Linked DNA regions of Mus musculus: regions 1, 2, 4, 5, 6 and 7 are each linked to region 3. Evidence: chromatin contacts called from public HiChIP or PLAC-seq, capture Hi-C and promoter capture Hi-C data. All regions are on one chromosome and are shown on one strand. The core of a region is the stretch at or near the end of the contact, and the rest is flanking DNA. Distances in the headings are between cores, read along the strand shown. Region 1 holds the start of Sarnp (SAP domain containing ribonucleoprotein). Region 2 holds the start of Ikzf4 (IKAROS family zinc finger 4). Region 3 holds the start of Pip4k2c (phosphatidylinositol-5-phosphate 4-kinase, type II, gamma). Region 4 holds the start of Pa2g4 (proliferation-associated 2G4). Region 5 holds the start of Cdk2 (cyclin-dependent kinase 2). Region 6 holds the start of Pym1 (PYM homolog 1, exon junction complex associated factor). Region 7 holds the start of Erbb3 (erb-b2 receptor tyrosine kinase 3).

Region 1 (2,730 bases), core at 229-2,728, 1.6 Mb before region 3:
CATCTGGAAGAGCAGTCAGGGCTCTCAACCGCTGAGCCATCTCTCCAGCCTCAACACAGTTTCTTAATTCTTCATAAAAGGAATTACTGTCCTTACAGAATAATAATTGAAGGGCAAGTCTACATACAAGAAAAGAACCTCGGGTTACCAAAATGTACAACTCAATAGATCCTGTGGTTCAAGAATGTTATCAAGAAGTGACACCAAGGCATCCTGAAAAGATGTCTCAGTTGTGAAGAGCATTTACTGCTCTTCAGGACCCAAATTATTCTACTCTCAGCACCCACATCAGGCTGCTCAAAACTGCCTGTAACTCCAGCTCCAGGGGATCCAACACCCTCTTCTAACCTCCAAGAGCATGCATCCATCATATACTCACACAGACACACGGAAATAACAAAAATAGACCCAAAAAGGGAGTTGGGGGTGACATCAAGAGAGCTGGGATCCTTCCCAAAGGTTAAAAGGACAAACAAAATCCTAAGGTTTTCAAACATACTTCATACACCTCTCATATTACAGCTATCTACCCTACACGTTCTCTCTCTAGAGGTAGGATAGTCAGGGGAGGGAGGGCAGGTCATTGAGAACCTCCTGAGAAAACTCGAAAAACTTTTAGGATTGATGTGTTTGCCATCTTACAACCTTTTGGAGAAGCCTCTACCCCAGGTTTCCACCGAGAAACCTATCTTAAGGCCTCTCCTCTCCTTGATTTTAAAAATTCGAGTGCGGGGTCTTAACCCCACCTTGTTAAAAGAGAACGGAAGCACTTTCTGGGTTATGTTTGGGACATATTCAGCAAAACATGCAAAAATGCCACTATATGTTAACTGAGGAATTCCAGCTTTGGGACAAGAGGAGTGACTACATCAATCCGTTGGGGGGCGGGGGGGACGGACAAACAAACCATAACTTTGGGTCAGCATGGGACACGGGGGAAGGACCACTGACGTAATGAAGATTAAATGAGAAAGGGGTATAAAAGATAGAAGGCGCTTCACAGCCGAGCAGGGAAGGGTGGCAGGTAATAAAAACAATGAGAAGAACAGGTAACAGCAGGTAAACACCAGGTAACGATAGCGATAAATTACTGAGGAGAAACGAAGTTCAAGGTAGGCCTAAGAAAGGAGGCACAAAACAACAACGGGAGCCAGGAAAGAAGTGTAAGCGGGCGCCTGACAGGAAAACACGTGGAATAAGGCCGCGCAGGGCCCCGCGTAGAATTTAGGCTCCAGGAAACCCCACCTCAGCCTTCCCCGCGTAACGGTACCTTCAGCTTGTGGAGCTCCACCGTCTCGGCCGCCATCTTGATGCGCCTCAGTCCACCGGACCCCCACCGCTGGCCCCCACCTCAGGCGCTTAGGCTCATCCAACCAATCGCTGTTTCTCTTGCTCCCACCTCACACCAACGGCTCTTCCCATTAGTCAGCGGCGGCGGCGCTCTCACGCCTCTTGGCCACTTTCCACGGCTCTCTAAAAAGGTGGATCCAGGGGAGGGCGGGGTTTGCATGGCCTAACGAGAGAAAAGGCGACCAATTGTACGTCTCCATTGCGTAACCAACCAATGATTGGGGACAGCGCGGATTCTGTTCCGCCAATAGGGAGAGCGCAGACAGGGCGAAAGTCGGCCACTTCCTGGAGACCACAGGTGTAAGAGCCAGCGCTGTGCCCCAAGCCGGACGGGCTCCTGAAGCTGGCAGGTATGGGCCCCGTGAAACTTTAAAAAGTTACAGAGAGAAATCGGTGGGAGTATTGGGAAGGGCGGCGAAACGACAACCTTAGATTCGAGAGATCCCGTGAAGAAAGTGACATGCGAAACTGGGACTCTGGGAGGAGCATGGGCGGACTCTGTAATTGATTTGGGGAATTGTGGGACAGGCAAGAGCGGGTTAAAACAAACAAAACAAAAAACAAAAGTAGGCATTAGAGCTTGCAGAAGTTTAAAAACTAAAACCGCTCCTAGAAGGGAAGGACTCCCATTTCTTGAGGGACTGAGCTCAGACCCCTTCCTAGACTAATTTAAAAATTGGGTAAGTTTTTGCAGCGCCCCACGTTCAGTGAAGGGATGAAATTGCTTGGCTGCTGACAATGCCAAGCGGGTGAGAGACAGGATGGACAAGCCCCAGGAAAAAAGGATGGGAACTAGAGGTAGCTTTACTCTCAGTGCCTTCTTTATTGGTCCCTTGATTAACTGAATAGCTTTCTTGTGGAACTCTGGGTATGTGTGACCTCTTTATAATTCACTAACTTCCTCAAGAAAGTAAATTAAAATACTCCCGATTCCTCCGATCCTTCAAATAGGTCTCACAGTCTAAACTTACTGCTTTATATTTAGTTGAAATGTAAAGATCTGAGTAAAAACCCCACTTGTGTGAGTATACACACTAACAACTGAAGGTACGGAAGTCAAAAGACAGCTTTCCGGAGTTGGTTATCACCTTCCACTGCATGGGTCCTGGGGATCCAACTCAGGTCTTTAGGCATGGTGACAAATACCTTTTCCACCTTAGTCATTTCGAAGACCCTCTTGCCTTTTTGTTTGTTTTGGAGAAAGGTCAAACAGTTCTCATGCCTCAACCTCCTAAATTCAGGGATTACAAGCATGAGCCACCACACCCAGCTGCTTCACCTCTTCTCAAGTTTTAACAAAGTGTTCAGTTTTTCCTTTTTTTGCATGGTAGGGAAATTCTTTCATTCCCAAGACTTCAGGGGATTTTGGCTTTTCAGGAG
Region 2 (2,724 bases), core at 218-2,717, 1.4 Mb before region 3:
TCAAAAAGACAAAGTCAGGGCAGCACTGACATTAGGTCTAAAGAATGCCCCCTTCAGGGCCAGACATGGCCAAGAGGGTATATAATAGGGCATGTAAGAACCCATTTTTGACCTCCATCCCTCTCCTGGGCTGATCCGAAAGCAGAGAGTTGTCCCCAGTGTCTGGTTTTTTACTGGCCCTTTCTCAGGTCACCGCCTCCCCCACTGGCCACCTGATAAAGAGAGGAGGCCTCTCGTTCTACTAAGGGATGTTACCATCTCATAGAACCTGATTCTGAAAGCACACGCCCCCCAACTTCCTTTCTAAAAGTACAGATAATTCCCATGGGAAGAAATGGGGGAAACGAGAGTCCACTAATTTACAGCACAGATTTCCACCCTACCCACCACAGACACTGAAAACAGAAACTGAGTTGCTCAAATCAAATGGAGCAGAGCTTATCCTGGTGCCCTGAAACATTTAAGAGAACCTGAGGAGAGAGAGGTGCAAGGATTGGCAGCCCAAAGTTTCATGGCCCCTCCCATCCCAAATTCTTGGAATCAGAAAATGCAGTCTTCCAAAGTAGGTCAGCTCAGCAGTGAACAGTTCCTCTGGAAGGAAAGCGAGCAAGAGCCTTCTCCTGATAGAGGACAGGATTCATCCAGGACTCCTGAAGCCAGAGCCCCAGAGGCACGGGAGAGAGGGAAGACAGGGAGACCCAACCAGGGATTAGAAAAAGCTCAGGGTCCCAGATCTCCACTAGTCAGTGATGGGAAGGGGGATTGTCAGAAGGAGAGGCAGATGGAAAGGAGCCTGAGTTTGCTAGGGGAGGAGCCTTCTGCCACTTCTAGATCCTGGAGGCTGCCCCTGTGTCCCGGGCCCCATGACCTGTGGGGCCTTGGCTTCCCTAGCTGGCAGAGGATTGGGCCTTCCCTGGGACACCCCCTTCCTCCTCCCCACAAGCCTGCGGCTCTCCTCTCTCTCTCTCTCTCTCTCTCTCTCTCTCTCTCTCTCTCTCACACACACACACACACACACACACACACCACACACACATACACTTGCCCCCCTCTCAAGCATTTGTTTTGTAGCTCCTCTTTGTCTGTTGGGCAGGAGGGCAAACACATCTGCCTACCCTCCCTCTGCACCCCCACTCCCTGTGCACCCCCATTCCCACCTCTCCACTGTCTTGGAAAAGGGATGCTGTAGCCTAGCGCGCGCGCGCGCACACACACACACACACACACACACACACACACTGGTACGTTTTCTCCTGCCCCCTCCCCAAGCGCATCCACGCCTCCCTCCCTCCCTCTCTCTCTCTCTCTCTCTCTCTCTCTCTCTCTCTCTCTCTCTCTCTCTCCTGTCTCTCTCTCCCTCTCTCTCCCTCTCTCTCCCTCTCTCTCCCTCTCTCTCCCTCTCTCTCTCTCTCTCTCTCTCTCTCACACACACACACACACACACACACACACACACACACACACATACACACGAGGCTCTCAGCACATACACCCTGGGCTGAGCGGTTCTGCCGGCTGCAGCCGTGGGCCCCTGCTCACCGTGCGGCTGCCACTGCCTGCGAAATGACGGCGGTTCCCCTCACTTCCAGGAATCCACGCTTCCTGGAAGGTGAGTGGCTGGGCTCACCCCTGCCTGCCACCGAGACGCAGACATGCACACACCACCCGCACTCCCTCGCCGTTTCCAAGGCGGCGGCCGCGTTCGCACCCCAGGGTCTCACCGGCAAGGGAAGGATAATGTAAGTTCAGGCAGAAGGCGGCTAGCGGAGGGGGGGTAGGGGGGTGATGGGGCTAGGGAACCAATTCAGTAACAACTCCCAAGCCTGAGGAGAGGGAGAGGACGGGGGCTGTGTGTATAGCGGGGGGGGGGAGGGGGCGTTCCTCCTTACACTTGGGGAGGATGGGAAAGGGTGCTTGGTGTTGCTAAGCGAAGACCGTGACTTGGACAGTGGGAGCTTGTGGTGACATCTTGATTAGGCCTTGGGGACAGAGGTAGAGCAGCCAGGGGTGGAATACCGAAACAGGCCTGGGTGGGAATGGAGAGTAGAAAGACCTGAGATGGGAAGAAGAGCTTTGACGGCAGATGCTTCAGCCTGGAACCGACATGTGAGGGGCCTCAGCCTCCTGCCCACAATAGAGAAGAGCCGGGGGTGGCAGTCTTTCTTTGCTCGTGCACTGACTGGTCCCTGATAGCAGGCTAGCATCCTGCCACCTGGAGCCCATGGTCAAGAAGAGAAAGCTGGAGAAAGATATCCCTTTCAGAGAAGTGCAGCGGCTTGCAGAGCTCCAGGCTATTCCCCAGAGGCAACCACTCAAGGGATCCAGGAGAGGGCCGGTCTCTTTCGGTGTGTGAGACCGCTCAGCTTAGTGGGACTGCTCCCCATCCCTTCCCCGCCTTTCTGCCCTTTCTCCACCTCCTAGTTGCTTTGCTGTGGACCTCACGATTTAGCTTTGCTCCCAGAAGGTTCAGCCAATCTACGATGGCTTTGACCAAGAAAATGTCTCTGATACCTGAGAGCAGCCTTAATTCTTGGCTTTGACAGTCTGAGATTTCTTGGAAGTCCCAGGCATTTGAAATTCCCTCACTGGGGTTTCCGAGGCTGAGAGGGGAAACGAATGAGTTTCCCAAATCTGACTTTGTCCCCGTCAGCCTCAGGCTAGAAGTCTAAGTCTCTGGAGCCTCACAAAGACCCTCTGGCCTTTGACAGAGATTCCTTCTTAGAT
Region 3 (2,782 bases), core at 248-2,747:
TAGCCTTATGTCTTTATGTCTTCTGTCTTCCTTTTGGTCTTCATCTTTGTATACTGCTCTTTCCCTAGGAAGCCTTTCAACATCTTGCTCTGAATTTACCTTTTCATTTATTTATTTTGGTTTTCCCAGACAAGGTTTCTTTGTGTAACCCCGGCTGTCCTGGAACTTGCTCTGTAGACCAGATTGGTCTGGAACTTAGAGATCTGCTTCCCTCTGCCTCCTAGAGTGCTGGACTAAAGGCATGCACCACCACTGCCCGGCATGTCCTTATCTCTTAATACTGCAGCCTTCTCCTTGGCTAGTCTGCGTCTTTAGACTTTTAATTCCTCTAGGGTAGAATTTTTCCTTTGCTTCAACCAGAGGAGAATCAGCCCCAAAATGGTAGTGGCTTCCAATTATGTTCTCAGTAAATACCTGTTGACTAGATGAATTAATGAACGAATTAAAAAAAAAAATCAACTTGGGGCCATGACCTAAAATTTCATATTTCCAGAAGATGAAGACATGACTTAGCCGGGCAGTGGTGGCACATGCCTTTAATCCCAGCACTTGACAGGCAAAGGCAGGCAGATTTCTGAGTTCGAGGCCAGCCTGGTCTACAAAGTGAGTTCCAGGACAGCCAGGGCTATACAGAGAAACCCTGTCTCAAAACAAAACAAACAAACAAACAAACAAACACCCAAAAAACAAAGAGAGAGAGAGAGAGAGAGAGAGAGAGAGAGAGAAGAAGAAGAAGAAGAAGAAGGAGGAGGAGGAGGAGGAGGAGGAGGAGGAGGAGGAGGAGGAGGAGGAGGAGGAAGGGAGGGAGGGAGGGCTCAGTGGTTAAGAGCGCCGACTGCTCTTCCAAAGGTCCTGAGTTCAAATCCCAGCAACCGCATGGTGGCTCACAACCATCTGTAACGAAATCTGATGCCCTCTTCTGGAGTGTCTGAAGACAGCTACAGTGTACTTACATATAGTAAATAAATAAATAAATCTTTAAAAAAAAAAAAAAAAGAGCATTAGCTCTTCCAGAGGACCATACTTGACACCCAGCTCCCACAACTTCAGTTCGGAGGATCCGACGCCCTCCTCTGGCCTCCGGGGCACTGAACTTACATCGTGCCAGCCAAACACCTATATACATAGAACAATTAAATGTATATATTTAAATTTGTCATGTCTGCAACCCCAACTTCATGGAGTCTGCAACCCCAACTTCATGGAGGACCAATCCTCACTTCCGTAATACCCAAACTTTATACCGAGAATGAGGCAGGGGATAGCAAGTTTGAAGCCAGCCTGGACTAAGCAAGGAGACCGGTCTCAAACAGAACGTTCGCCTACGGACAGAGCTCATCCACTAGAAACTGGACAGAACCGGAAGCGACAGAAGCGCCGCCCTGCACAGCGCCAACCCCGCATCCTTGTGAGTGCAACCCGAGCCAGGTGACCGCCCGGCAGCCGAGGGGGTGGAGCCATCCCCGCCGGCCCCGCCCCGCCCCGCTCGCGCGCCTGAGGGCGGGCCTCCGGTCACATGACGGCTGCGCAGGTGAGCACCGCTTCCGGGTCGGGCTTCGGAGTCGCGGCTAGCTCCCGCTTCCACTCGCTCGGGTGCGCGGGAGACTATGGCGTCCTCCTCCGTCCCTCCCGCCACCGCACCCGCGGCAGCTGGAGGCCCCGGCCCGGGATTCGGCTTCGCCTCCAAAACCAAGAAGAAGCATTTCGTACAGCAGAAAGTGAAGGTGTTCCGGGCCGCGGACCCGCTGGTGGGCGTGTTCCTGTGGGGCGTCGCTCACTCGGTAAGAACCGGCGGGACCCCGGCTCCTGCCCCTTGGCCCGAGGATCATCCGGGTCCTCGCGCTGCCGCCTCTCCCCCGCCCGGCCTGGTTCCCAGCGCACCATTCCCCGGTGTCCCCCGGGGTGGCTTCTGGTGGAGACTCTTGTCTGTCCCCTTCCCCTTTACTCCTCCCCTAGAGTTCCATCTTCACCTGATATCCAGCTCTGTTCCTTGACTCCTTCCTGTCAGGTCCAGCCCCAGGCTACAGGGACTGGCCAGGATCCGGCTGCAGCCAGAGGGACATTAAGGGGAGTGGCTCTGAAGGGTTATTGGTGAGGTCTGGGTGCGACAGTGCGTGAAGCGTGTCTGGGTACTACTGCCTGGCCAGAGAAGTAGTTTGATTTCCTCTCCACCTTGCTTTTGAGCCCCAGCCCTTGACTTTCGAACCTTGGCTTTTTCTGGGAATGCCTCTAGGCTTTTTGGACCTTCTAACCCTGCATGCCCTTTCCAGAGATTCAGCGTTTCAGAGAAGTTACCCCACTCTACCCTAGGGATGCCCTCTCTGAGGTCGAAATGCTAATATATGTCTTTGGGCTTAGCTGTGTCCCCATTGTTGGCTGGAGTGATGGTGTTTGCTATAAATGGAGTCACCTGTAACCAGGGAAAGGTTGAGGAGCCGTGGTGGCAAGGACGTTATTGGTGGACTTTAGGTGCCAGAAGGGGCTCGGAACAGTGCAACTGAGACCGATGGGCCCAGTGCACCTCCTGTCCTGAGGATATCGTGGAGGAACCAAGGCTAGTGAGGCATGGCTGGTTTTCTCCTTACTTAGGTCGGGAGTAGGAAGCATGCAGTTATCTTGAGCTTGACAGGGACTATTTTGATTACCACTTCTTTGGGTTGTAGACATGATGTGTTGTGGAGGTGTGAGGGGGCGAGGAAGAGGCCACATTGTTATGTTCTGATTGGAACATCGCTGGCGGTCAGTTAGCTCCCTTCTGCCTTGGCTGCTCTCAGGGGTATTA
Region 4 (2,898 bases), core at 67-2,566, 1.4 Mb before region 3:
AGGATACCAGGTTATACCAACCAGGTTATTTCTCCAGACCCTGTTTGCATTCTAGTCTTTTTCTTTTGTTTGTTTTTTCGAGACAGGGTTTCTCTGTGTAGCCCTGGCTGTCCTGGAACTCACTCTGTAGACCGGGCTGGCCTCGAACTCAGAAATCCGACTACTTCTGCCTCTCAAATGCTGGGATTAAAGGCGTGCACCACCAGTGCCCGGCTTTGCATTTCTAGTCCTTTCTACTAAAGGGTTTTTTACTGGGGATCCCTACAAAGGAACAAAAGTGTAAACAATTAGGAACAAAACCCTAACCCCCTGATTGTTGGGAGAAAATGAAAAAGCTCAAGCAAGCCTTGGGTTGTTTTTATTTTTTCCTACACAGGTTGGGTACTGAAAACTTGAAATGATGCAGAACTTTTTTTTTTTTGTTCGAGACAGGGTTTCTCCATATAGCCCTGGCTGTCCTGGAACTCACTCTGTAGACCAGGCTGGCCTCCAACTCAGAAATCTGCCTGCCTTTGCGTGCGCCACCTCATCCCGGCGATTCAGAACTCTTAAGAGTGACCAAATCCCTCATAAACGTTTCCCTTAGATGGCCCCCATCAAAAACCACGGCTGGAACAATAGTGCTATTTTATTCTAGTCTAGTAGGAAGTCTGGCCTTTTTCTATTAGCAGGCCATGGTACATGTATAATCACCCAGACTGTCCAGTTAGTGCTCGCTTCCAGCACCCTAGGACTTCCACCTCCGCTCAGCCCCTCCCAGAGGTTATCCCAGCACTGGAGGATTTGACCAGCCAGGCCGGTCGCGCCGGCCGACAGGGGAATCCAAGGCTACGCGCACGGGACAACCGCCCAAAACGTACACACACACCCACTGACCCTAGTCCTATGGCTCCAGGCTCCACCCTGTTCCACCCTGCCCAGCGGCCTCTCAACCCTTTTCTCCCTGTAGCTCCACCCCTCCCCGCTTGGCCCGCCCCTCGCTGTTACGAGCTCAGGGTCGGCGTGAATGAGAGGTTTTTCCCGGAGAGACCACGCTTTCCCTCAAGCTCCCCAACGGCTCCGCCTTCCCGCCGGGGCCAGACTCTTCCCAGCGTGCCCGGCGATTCCGGCGTGCGCAGACTTGGGAAGGCAAGTCCTCCCAGGGCCTGGCGGACGGGCGCGAGGAGCAGGCTGGGAATTGTAGTTCTAGAGCCCGCGAGGGCGGCTGGGAACTGGCCGACAGCAGGACTCATTGTCCCAGTGTGCCCTGCGCCTCAGCCCGCGCGCTCGCAGCTTCTCGCTCTCTCTGCCCGCCCTCCCGCTCCCTTGCTTGCTCGCGCTTTCCTCGCGGATCGAAGAGACTCTAGCTACAGCCTGTGGCTGGGAAGGGAGACGGAGGCCGCAGCTCAGGGAAAGTGAAGCTGCAGTAGTAGCAGTAGGAAGATGTCGGGCGAAGACGAGCAGCAGGAGCAAACTATCGCCGAGGACCTGGTCGTGACCAAGTATAAGATGGGGGGCGACATCGCCAACCGTGAGTGCGGCCTCGGGGGTCTTGGAGTCGAGGCTGAGAGGGAGAGGTTTGGGGCTCTCTCCGGAGGGCTGTGGCGTCTGGGTCTTGCCGAGTGAGCCACCGAGGGGCGCGTGCCGACTGCCGGGGGCGACGTGGTGGGGAGATCTGGTGTCGCCCTGGGGACTGAGCAGCCATGCCTGGGCTGGAGAGTGGAGGTGCGGGCCGGCGACCGCGAGGAGTACAGAGAGGGGCCCAGGCATGCTCCGACCCTGGGCGGTTGGTAAGGAGGCAAGGCGCGTCGTCTTCTGCCCATACCCTTCGGTCTGTCCGGATCTATGCTCCCGACTGGCAGCAGTGAGGCCACCTCGAAAAGGAAGCGGCCAGCTGTTGGCGACGGAAGCGCCCCTCTGCCAGTCGCGGCTCTTGACCCGCGGGAGCTGAGCCGGCACGTGTTGCCAGGTCCCTGTGTGCGGATCGATGGCTCCCCACTTCCTCTCCTACCGTGCTTCCCCACCACGTGCTTTGCTAAAGTCTTTACTTCAGGTCTTCTTAGTGGGGACCCCCTTCGCCCCTTGACCTAGCTCGAGGGGCCGTTGGAAGACACTTCTGGAGCTTCTAAAACAACCTGGCTTTCCTGTATGACCACTGCTCCGGTTTTTGAAGGCGGCCTTTAATATTTGTTCCTAGAGCCTCTACAGTGTTTTGAGGTTCTGCTTAGACAGCTGGGCAAGCCTGTCTATAATACTGAAAAGAAGTGGAGAGAGACACGGATTTTAGGATTATAAGCATTTCTTAAATGATCTTTACTCTCCTAACAGTTGTCTGCCACTTGGACAGATAACTTTACTGTTTTCTCTTTCCAGTTCTTTCCCTCCCTTACCCCCTTATTTTTGGGGCTTTCTGTGTAGCTTTGGCTGTCCTGGTACTCCCTTAGACCAGGCTGGCCTGAGAGATCCGCCCACCTCAGCGTTCCAGAGTGCTGGGATTAAAGGTGTGTGTAACCATGCCCGGCTCTTTAACATTTTAAAAATTAAAATTCACTTGATAAAAACTGTCTTAGACTTGGCAGTGGTGGCTCACGCCTTTAATCCCAGCACTTGGGGAGCAGAGGCAGGCGGATTTCTGAGTTTCAGAGAAACCCTGTCTTGAGGAAAAAAAAAAAACTGCCTTAGGCCTTTAGAATGGACTTGACAAAATACTTGGAAGAAGGTATTTAGGGTGTCTTTGGTTACATCTTAGTTCCTCTGGAATCCAGAGAATAAAACACATAAGAAATCATCAAACCTAGAATTCCCATGATCATAAAGACATACACAAAATGATAACCTTATTTGGGGTGATGTTTTAGTATTTGCTGTTGGTTTGAATCAGACAGAATCTCCAACCCCACAGGCAACTTCAGATAATAG
Region 5 (2,751 bases), core at 154-2,653, 1.5 Mb before region 3:
TAAAGTATTTTGACTTGTCTGATTAGAAGGGGGAAACCCAGAGCTGGTGTTCAATTGCTAATAGCACTTGCTCCTGACCACCCACCCACACTCACCTTCTAGGGCCCCCACAGCCAGCAGAGCACTCAGCACAAGCACGGGAAGGAAGCTCCTTCTCTGGACACCCATAGTGGTCCTCTTGCCAGCAGCCAAAGGTACCAGGGGGTGGGAGCGAGCCCCTATATAGAAAGGGATGGTCATTTGCATAGGCCTTCCTCCTCTCCCTCCAGAGGAGGGGAAACCTGGGAAGAAGGAAAGGGCCAGAACTGATTTCATCCCACACAGCTCAATGACAGTTTCTGGTTTCGCTGGGTCACATTCACTGACACACTTATTCTGGAAAGAGTTCACTGATGGGCAGCCTCAATTCACATACTTAACAGTCACAATTCAGCAAGACAGAGTGAAGAGAATTGTGTCAAACCAAGAGATCCTTAAGACAGAAACAGCACCTTTATCCAAAAGCATCCAGAAGGGGCTGGGAGGGTAGATTGCCAGCAATAAAACAACACAGGCAGCCAATGAACCCCGAAACAGTGAGACAGTATTAAGCTAGGCTGAGAAACGACTCTATTATCTAGCCAAAGAATCCTTTACAATAAGAGTCCCGATTTTCCAGCCTGGACTAGAGTTCCAGGACAGCCAAGATTACACAGAGAAACCTTGTCTCAGAAAAATAAAAAGAAAGCGGAGGGAGGCGAGAAGGAGGGAGTGTGTGTGGGAGAGAGAGAGAGAGAGAGACCGGATTTTGTGCCCCACATGGAGACCGAGACAAACGGATCTCTGTGAGTTCGAAGACAACCTGGACTTTTGAACGCATTCCAGCCAACAAGGGCTGCATTATGAGATGTTTCCAAAAAGCAGGCGAGAGTGCTGGAGAAACAGCACCGCTGTTAAGAGCGCAAGCCGCTCTTGCAGAAGACCAGAGTTCAGCTCCAGCACCCAAGTTAGGCTCACGACCGCCTAGAACCTCAGCTCCAGGGCACCTGCTGCTTCTGTGAAAACTTAAATGCAGACACACAGACCCACACACCATTTAAAATAAAATACATTATTCTTTTTCTTTTAAAGATTCCCAGGTTTTGCTTTTTAAAAGAGACTCTCTTGTCCAGGTGGAATTTTAATCTCACCCAAGGGGTGGTGAAAATTGTGAGGGAAAGGTAAGGAAATCCGTAGACCAGAAACACCACCAGTTCCGGCCTGCGGAGCCTAAACCAGGAACTGCGGGAAAGTTGTGCAGCTGCCCCGCGGCTCGCCCGCCCAGGGCGGGGCCTCTGAGGCGGGAGCGCGATGGTCCGGTCCGCCCTCGTGACGTGAACCAATCGGAAGGGCGGGGGGCGGGGCCAGGGAAACGCGGGAAGGAGGGGCGGGGTCTCGGATGGCCGTCTGGAGCAGTGGGGGAGGCGGCAACATTGTTTCAAGTTGGACAAATTGTCAAGGGCTGAGCTCTCCTTGCGTTCCATCCCGAGCTGGGACTGCCGTGCTCACCCGGGGTCCCCCAGGTCCTCCGCTCCGAGTGTCGGGCCCGCTTTCGTCAGGGTTCCCGGGCCCCGCTCCCGGGGGCCTGAGCCGCCTCACTAGCGCTCCATGGAGAACTTCCAAAAGGTGGAGAAGATTGGAGAGGGCACGTACGGAGTGGTGTACAAAGCCAAAAACAAGTTGACGGGAGAAGTTGTGGCGCTTAAGAAGATCCGGCTCGACACGTGAGTGGCCTCCGGAGCCGGAACTCCTTTGCCCGGACCTCTTGGCTGTCCCCCTCCCAACCCCCTACCCCAACAGGCGGGTAGCGTCCCCGGACCGGAAGGTAGCGGGGAGGGAGGGAGGGACGCGTGAAGCGAGCGGTGGGTTGGCCGACCGTGGAGGCTCTACCGGAGGAGACTGTCCGGGGCTGGAATCCAGGGGAAAGTTTCTTGCAGTGCTCCAGCCGGTGTGCTCCCAAATCTGCTAGCCGAGAGACTTGGGAAGAGAAAGTTGTGGGGTGGGAGCCCGGGATAGGAGGGGTCCAGGGCTGTTCGTGGAGTTGGGTTATGTGGTAACCAGAGAAAAGTTCCTTTCTGAATGGAGAGCTCTCCTCACTGCTCCAGCACCATACTTAGAACCCTCACTCTCTTTCAAAAGAATGGCAGTTGAGATTCACTGGCCCTCAGGGGAGGCCGGGAGCTACTCTCACCCCACTCCCCTATTACCTTTCTTCTGCTTTTCATTCACCTGGAGGCTCTTCTTACCTTTCACTGGAAAAAGAGGAAATAATGGCCTTAAATATGTCTAAAAGCCACACCCTAACTACCCAGAAATTAACTCCTCACAGCACCTCTCCTGTCTGCCTTCCTAAGGGGGCTGGGGGTTGTGTATCCCTGAGAGAATGATGTTTGTAACCGTATTCTTGTCTCTGTTTTCCCAACCTCTCCAAGTGAGACTGAAGGTGTACCCAGTACTGCCATCCGAGAGATCTCTCTCCTTAAGGAACTTAATCACCCTAATATCGTCAAGTAAGTCTGCTCTGAGAGATGATCACTATGACGAATTCTGCTTGCTTAGCCTCAGAATTTCTCTCCTTCAACTCCATTTCCTGGACCTTCTCTTGCAGGCTGCTGGATGTCATCCACACAGAAAATAAGCTTTATCTGGTTTTTGAATTTCTGCACCAGGACCTCAAGAAATTCATGGATGCCTCTGCTCTCACGGGCATTCCTCTTCCCCTCATCAAGGTAA
Region 6 (2,844 bases), core at 339-2,838, 1.5 Mb before region 3:
TCTCCAACCACACAAATGACGCACAGACATACACACAGGCAAAACATTCACACACACAAAATAAGTCTTTTAAAAAAACAAACAAAAAAACATAATCTGTGGGCAGTAGATAGGAACACTGCCGTTTTGCTAAAATTGCATTTGAAAAGCAGAGAGGCAAAAGAACAGCTTATTTTCCTCTTCTACAGAGCCACAAAGAACAGAAACTATCTCTATAGCAGGGCAGGGGCCAGATGGAATATAAAAAGAATAAGAAGGTACACATTAAAAGCTGCAAACTGCCTGTCATGGTATTAGACGCCTTTAATCCCACAACTTGGGAAGCAGAGGTAAGTGGATCTCTATGAGTTCAAGGCCAGCCTGGTCTACACAGTGAGCTCTAGGCCAGCCAGGGCCACATAGTGAGATCACATCTGGGGATTGGAGTGTTAAAGATGAAAGTTGCTTTTTAAAGGTTGGGCACAGTGGCTCATGCTTTTAATTTTAATAAGGAACATTTAAAGCAAACCAAGAAGCATAAATGGCACATTTTAAAACACACCGTGCATTACCGCACAATCACAGGATCACTTCTACAAAACCCTAGTCACATATGAAGACCAAGATGAAGGCTACAAAAACAGTCACCGGGTACTTGCACTACGTCTTCCAAATATCTATTTGATCATCTCGAAGTCAATATTGCACATTATCCTAAAGACAAGGCAACTACAAACAAGACAAAAACATAAAACCGATTCTCAGCTTCACACACAAACAGCTGACTTCCAACATTTCAGACAGCTCGACTGAAGTGCTACTCAACCTTTAAGAAATCATGGGGTTCTATCAATTATCAAAGACGTTGAGAGAAAGGCCAGTAGATACTTTCCTGTTTGTTTTCTCCCACTTTAAATGGAAAACTCCACCAAGGAGAAAAGTCAAGTTGAAAGTTAAATTCCTCTTCCCTTCACACGTCTGGATTTCAGTGACACCCACCCCCACCCCCACCCAATGAAGATGGGGCAAAGAGTGAAGAAGAAAGCACTATGTAGCAATGAGATCATCAGCAGACACAGCCCGGAGAGAAAGAATGAAAACAGGGAAGGGTAGAGAGCAGGTACAACAGTAAGAAATGGGGGAGGGAGAAAGGGGGTTGGAATTGGAGGGAACTGAGCACAGGAGCCCATAATGCTGGAGAACCTTGCAAAGGTACGGGACTCCAACAGCTAGAAAGAGCTGAAGCGCCTAAGGGTCCCGGAGCAGGGGACATTGGAGGACCCCAGGGTTTGGGAGACCGGAAGCAGAGACCCCCCCCAAAAAACACGAGACCAGAAGGGGGCGCAGGTAACAACCCAAAAGGAATGAATGGGGAAGGCGGTACGGGGGCGTGGCAAAGGAGGAGCCCCGGGATGGGCGTGGCACAAACCCTTTTCCAAGTCCGAACCCCTAACCCAAGAATCCCGGGAGAGGCGGCTCCGCGATCCCCGCACTCACCGCCGGTCTCGTCAGTTACATAGGGAGTCGCCATCTTGAGAACCCGAACCACTTCCGGCGTGAGCGGGCTGGGGTCCCGCCCCCCTCCCCGCCGGAAGTGGAGTCCTCATCCTAGCAAGCCACCATTTTAATCTTAAAGAGAGACTGCACCATTTCTCTGACGCGGGAGGCGGAAAAGGCGAGTGTAAGACGCTCACAGTCATGGGCTCTTAGACTACCACCGACGCCACTGTTGACCTCCTGATGTATATAAAACAATCCCTAGGGCTCGGAGAGAAGTTTGGGCATAAGCCTTATCCCAGACAGTCCTCGCAGGCTCAAGGCCCACCGGGACCCAGCAGGAAAGCTGGTAAAAGAGGAAAGGAATATGCAAGGCCCCTCGCCTGCACCAAACCCTAGGGCGCGTGTTGGCATGGGCAAAGAAGCCCCAGGGATACACGAAAACCCGGGCTAACACTTAAAAGTGGGCAGGTCTACTCGGCACGCCGACCACTCTCGGCCGCCCAGGTTAACTGATCAGAGACCTACGAAGGGGTGCGCAAAGATCGGCGCACTGCGAGTCGGTCACCTGTCCCCGTGGCCTCGGGGGTGCTGGCGGTTTCCATGACTGAACTGGGGCGGGCAGCCCTGGGGATTCAGCGGCCGGCGAGGTAACTTCTTGGCCTGCTGCTCAGTACTGGATCCTCTCGGGTCAGAGGGCACGGGGTGAAGGCTTTTGGGGCGGACCCAGTCAGTATTCTAATTAGCCGCGCCCCACACTTCGGATTAGCTTTGGCTACCGCGAGCAGTTCCACCCTTAAATCTACCGGGACAGTGAGGCCACTCCCTTTGTTAGGTTGTGCCTTGTTCTTGGAAGGAGCGCCAAAGCCCGGTCCGGTCCCTCCCCTCCTCCATCAGCAATTTAGTTCCTCTGGGGCTAAATCCTGTTAAACTTGTTTCCTCTTCTGTCAGGAAGGTGCTGGCTCAAGCTCCTCTCCTCAGGTGTCTGCCCTCCTCCTACAAAGCTTTTTCCTTAACTCTTTCACCCTCTTCTATTGCCCAACTTTGGCTTACACTAACGTCCAACAGTGCCTCTCAAATTGAGAAGTGGGGAAATATTAGTACTTCAGTAGTAGACAATATGTTCTACTTTAAAACAAAACAACCGAGCAGTGGTGGCGCACGCCTTTAATCCCAGTGGAGGCAGAGGGAGGAGGATTTCTGAGTTCGAGGCCAGTCTGGTCTACAGAGTGAGTTCCAGGACAGCCAGGACTACACAGAGAAACCCTGTCTCGAAAAACCAAAAAAAAAAAAAAAAAAAAAAACCAAAAGGAAAAAAAAAAAAAAAAAAAAGAAACAAAACAGGCTAATAAGAACCTCAACTAAGTT
Region 7 (2,700 bases), core at 42-2,541, 1.4 Mb before region 3:
GACTCCCCCAAAGTTGTCTTCCAGCTTCCATACGCATATCATAGCGCGAACGATCATACACACAGGAATGATAACAAATTTTTTTAAAAATTGTAGCAGGAGAGCCGGATATGGTGGCGCACATCTGTACTTGGGAGGTGGAAGCCAACAGTCTCAGCCATATAATATATTCGAGGCCAGCCTGAGCTATATGAACTATATGAGACCTTGTCTCAAAACCAAAAAATAAACAAAAGAGAAGAAAGGAGTGTAGCTGATAGCCTTAGCCTAGGGGGAGGGGACCATAAATTCTCAGGGCAAAATCTTGGAATGCCAATGTAAGGGATGCGAAATGTAAGGAGTTGGGCACCAGGGGGCGCCAGTCGGACCCGTCCGGGACGAAGCAACCCAGGGTCCCGGGGGTCATGTGCGGTGACTTCCCCGCGCCCCTCTTCGCTGTCGCCTCCGGGGTGAGCGTTGCTGTGCCCTTTGGGGTCCGCGGAGGAGAGGCGGGAACCGCGGCCGTCCGGACGGCGCGGTCGGTCCCTCAGAGACAGCTGTTCTCTCGGGAGGCCGTGGGGGGCAGCAGAGGGGACGGCGACAGGTGCGGGAGCCCCTCCCCGGGCAGAAGTGGGAAGGCGGACTCCGGGGTCTGTTCCCAGGCTGGAAACCGCCCCCGCCCCCCAGGCAAATCCCCCCGAGAGGCCGAGCCGGCGCCGGGTCTGCAGGAGGAAGCGGCCGGAGACAGTGCGATTTCACGCAGCCTCCGGGGCTCGGGTTCCCGAGCTGGGTACATGAGTTACGGGGCTTTGCGTCCCGGGGAAACTGAGGTGGCATGAACGCTAGGCTGAAAAACAACCTCCCACTCGAAAAAATAGAAATACTCACACTCCGAAAGAAAAAAAAAATCCCTCAAGTGATCCAACCGGCTAGGGGAGTTGAGTGATTTGGTTAATGGGCGAGGCCAGCTTTCTGGGGGCTGGGCTTCGGAGCGCTCTCCCTACGCGCATTCACTACCTTTCCCCCGCCTGGGGACGTTTGGAATCTTGATCTCCTCTTAACCATCTCCGGGGGAAATTGCTGGAGTGAGACCCCTCCTTGACCCTCTTGGCCAAGCTGTGGGCTGGCGGGGCACGCTTGGGCGGGTGTCTCGGGCTACAACCATCAGGACTCCAGCCTCGCACGGGAGGGGGCGCGGCCGTGACTCACCCCTTTCCCCCTTCACTCCCTCCCTCCCTCCCTTCCTCCCTCCCTCCCAGACAGACACCCTCCCCTGCCGTCCCGCTCCGGACTCCGACTACGGCTCCGGTTGCAGTTTGCAACCTCCGCTGCCGCCGCGGCCACCTAATCGCTGGCTGTTCAGGTGGCTGTCGCCTGGATGTCCTCCTAATCTTGGGGGCCCCGGGCCAGACTCGGCTGGGCTCCCTTCACCCTCCACTGTAATCATGAGTGCGATTGGGACTCTGCAGGTGCTGGGTTTCCTTCTCAGCCTGGCCCGGGGTTCCGAGATGGGCAACTCTCAGGCAGGTAAGCCGCGCGGGAGCCCCAGCAGGCTGGAAGCTGGGGGCGCAATCTGAGCGCTCGCAGACCCTGGGCAAGGAGTTTGGGTTCTGACGCTTTGAACTGGGGGGTGCGGTACAGGGTCTGCTCGGACCACCAAGGAGGGGACCGTGTGCCTCAGTTCTTGGAGTGGGCTGGTCAGGGACTGCATTCCTGTATGCCTACCCTTATTCCCAGGGCGTCGCCGACCCTCTAATTGGTTTTATTCTGATCTGGTTGGTGCCGAACAGTAGTTCACACTTGAGAGTCTTGGGAGGAGGGTGGGCAGGGACCCTTCTGTAAACGTAAGGAGCCTTGGCTTGAAAGGGTCTCCGTTTGCTCTCAGGTTCCCTGGCCCCCACCCCATTCCAGGTTTCAACAACCCCCAGTTTCGTTGTTTTGCCGACAGGGCGGGGCTATGCAAGGGTTTGAAGTTGTTGTTTTCTAATGTTGGAAAAACAAGAATGGCACCTCCTCTTCCGTGAGTGGGGCTGTCCTGAGAAGGCTGAGATTAACCTGAGGGCCAAGTCCAGGTGACATCAGTGAGAGGTCTCACAGAGGCTGACTGCCTGCTTTCCCATAAGATAAACCGGTCCCCAACTTAACCAACTTCTCTTTATCAAGACCCAGGTTAATTCAGTGAACATGTTGGGCATCTATTACATACTATACTATTTCCAGGTTATATACCCTAAGCTGGAGCTCTGGAAGAAAGGACAATCAGACCTCTTTCTCTCTCCAATCTAAGGCCACCTCTCCCACCTTCTGAACATTCTACTCTGTGAACTGGCTCCTAGACCCAACTTCTGCCCTTCCCCCATTCAATGCCATCTGAGCCTGTTCCGTGTCTCTGGGACTATGGACACTTGAAGAGCACTAGAATTGGTATCATTAGAGTCCTGTTGATCTTTCCCCTTTCCCAGATCCCCAGATCTCAGTTTGGGGTTGGCACATTCATTGCCCCTTCCCCAGAGTGGGAGTGGGAGAAACCACCTGTGCTTCCCCCACAGTTGCTGGGCCTAAATTTAGCCCCTGGGATCTTGAGATGTGAACACTCCCAGCTGGTGGAGGGGGTGGTCTGGAGACTGAAGTGGGAGGGGCCAGGGGAGTGACTGGATCACTGTCCCATCTGACTGTGCCCCCACCAACCAGGAACCCAAGAGTCCAAGATTCCCACCACCC

The links. Promoter capture Hi-C pulls out the DNA fragments that hold promoters and counts their contacts. HiChIP or PLAC-seq counts read pairs in DNA pulled down with a chosen protein or histone mark. Capture Hi-C pulls out chosen DNA fragments and counts their contacts.
Region 1: a contact with region 3 is called in a capture Hi-C map of macrophages, with 4 times the contacts expected there. The contact joins the promoter of Sarnp here to the promoter of Pip4k2c in region 3. A contact is called at or near these places in 1 of 39 promoter capture datasets (pre-B cells), 1 of 484 Hi-C or Micro-C datasets (B cells), 1 of 115 datasets of contacts at active chromatin or transcription factors (astrocytes) and 1 of 9 other capture datasets (macrophages).
Region 2: a promoter capture Hi-C map of liver shows a contact between it and region 3, with 4 times the contacts expected there. The contact joins the promoter of Ikzf4 here to the promoter of Pip4k2c in region 3.
Region 4: a promoter capture Hi-C map of liver shows a contact between it and region 3, with 5 times the contacts expected there. The contact joins the promoter of Pa2g4 here to the promoter of Pip4k2c in region 3. A contact is called at or near these places in 3 of 39 promoter capture datasets (liver, neutrophils and pre-B cells) and 1 of 9 other capture datasets (macrophages).
Region 5: an HNF4G HiChIP or PLAC-seq map of pancreatic cancer cells shows a contact between it and region 3. The contact joins the promoter of Cdk2 here to the promoter of Pip4k2c in region 3. A contact is called at or near these places in 5 of 39 promoter capture datasets (cranial neural crest, erythroid cells, liver and 1 more) and 2 of 115 datasets of contacts at active chromatin or transcription factors (astrocytes and pancreatic cancer cells).
Region 6: a promoter capture Hi-C map of adipose tissue shows a contact between it and region 3. The contact joins the promoter of Pym1 here to the promoter of Pip4k2c in region 3. A contact is called at or near these places in 4 of 39 promoter capture datasets (liver, neutrophils and pre-B cells), 1 of 484 Hi-C or Micro-C datasets (B cells), 2 of 115 datasets of contacts at active chromatin or transcription factors (both in embryonic stem cells) and 1 of 9 other capture datasets (adipose tissue).
Region 7: a contact with region 3 is called in a promoter capture Hi-C map of liver, with 5 times the contacts expected there. The contact joins the promoter of Erbb3 here to the promoter of Pip4k2c in region 3. A contact is called at or near these places in 2 of 39 promoter capture datasets (liver and pre-B cells) and 2 of 115 datasets of contacts at active chromatin or transcription factors (kidney and pancreatic cancer cells).

Annotation. Positions count from the first base shown.
Region 1 is chr10:128,820,512-128,823,241 of GRCm38.p6, reverse strand. Sarnp (SAP domain containing ribonucleoprotein) reads right to left here and starts at 1,478. Exons shown (of 11, transcript NM_025364.3): 1 at 1,271-1,478. The coding sequence starts at 1,306. It overlaps Ormdl2 (ORM1-like 2 (S. cerevisiae)), which reads left to right and starts at 1,613. Exons shown (of 4, transcript NM_024180.6): 1 at 1,613-1,700; 2 at 2,728-2,730.
Region 2 is chr10:128,644,736-128,647,459 of GRCm38.p6, reverse strand. It overlaps Ikzf4 (IKAROS family zinc finger 4), which reads left to right and starts at 1,467. Exons shown (of 8, transcript NM_011772.3): 1 at 1,467-1,739. The coding sequence starts at 1,653. Gm26876 (predicted gene, 26876) reads right to left here and starts at 1,576. Exons shown (of 2, transcript NR_152728.1): 1 at 1,540-1,576.
Region 3 is chr10:127,210,337-127,213,118 of GRCm38.p6, reverse strand. Pip4k2c (phosphatidylinositol-5-phosphate 4-kinase, type II, gamma) reads left to right here and starts at 1,497. Exons shown (of 10, transcript NM_054097.3): 1 at 1,497-1,781. The coding sequence starts at 1,608.
Region 4 is chr10:128,564,352-128,567,249 of GRCm38.p6, reverse strand. It overlaps Pa2g4 (proliferation-associated 2G4), which reads left to right and starts at 1,316. Exons shown (of 12, transcript NM_011119.3): 1 at 1,316-1,510. The coding sequence starts at 1,423.
Region 5 is chr10:128,703,703-128,706,453 of GRCm38.p6, reverse strand. It overlaps Cdk2 (cyclin-dependent kinase 2), which reads left to right and starts at 1,403. Exons shown (of 8, transcript NM_183417.3): 1 at 1,403-1,742; 2 at 2,451-2,528; 3 at 2,627-2,747. The coding sequence starts at 1,627. It overlaps Pmel (premelanosome protein), which reads right to left and starts at 196. Exons shown (of 11, transcript NM_021882.4): 1 at 96-196. The coding sequence starts at 168.
Region 6 is chr10:128,747,199-128,750,042 of GRCm38.p6, reverse strand. Pym1 (PYM homolog 1, exon junction complex associated factor) reads right to left here and starts at 1,588. Exons shown (of 3, transcript NM_001170869.2): 1 at 1,477-1,588. The coding sequence starts at 1,510.
Region 7 is chr10:128,588,226-128,590,925 of GRCm38.p6, reverse strand. Erbb3 (erb-b2 receptor tyrosine kinase 3) reads left to right here and starts at 1,291. Exons shown (of 28, transcript NM_010153.2): 1 at 1,291-1,506. The coding sequence starts at 1,425.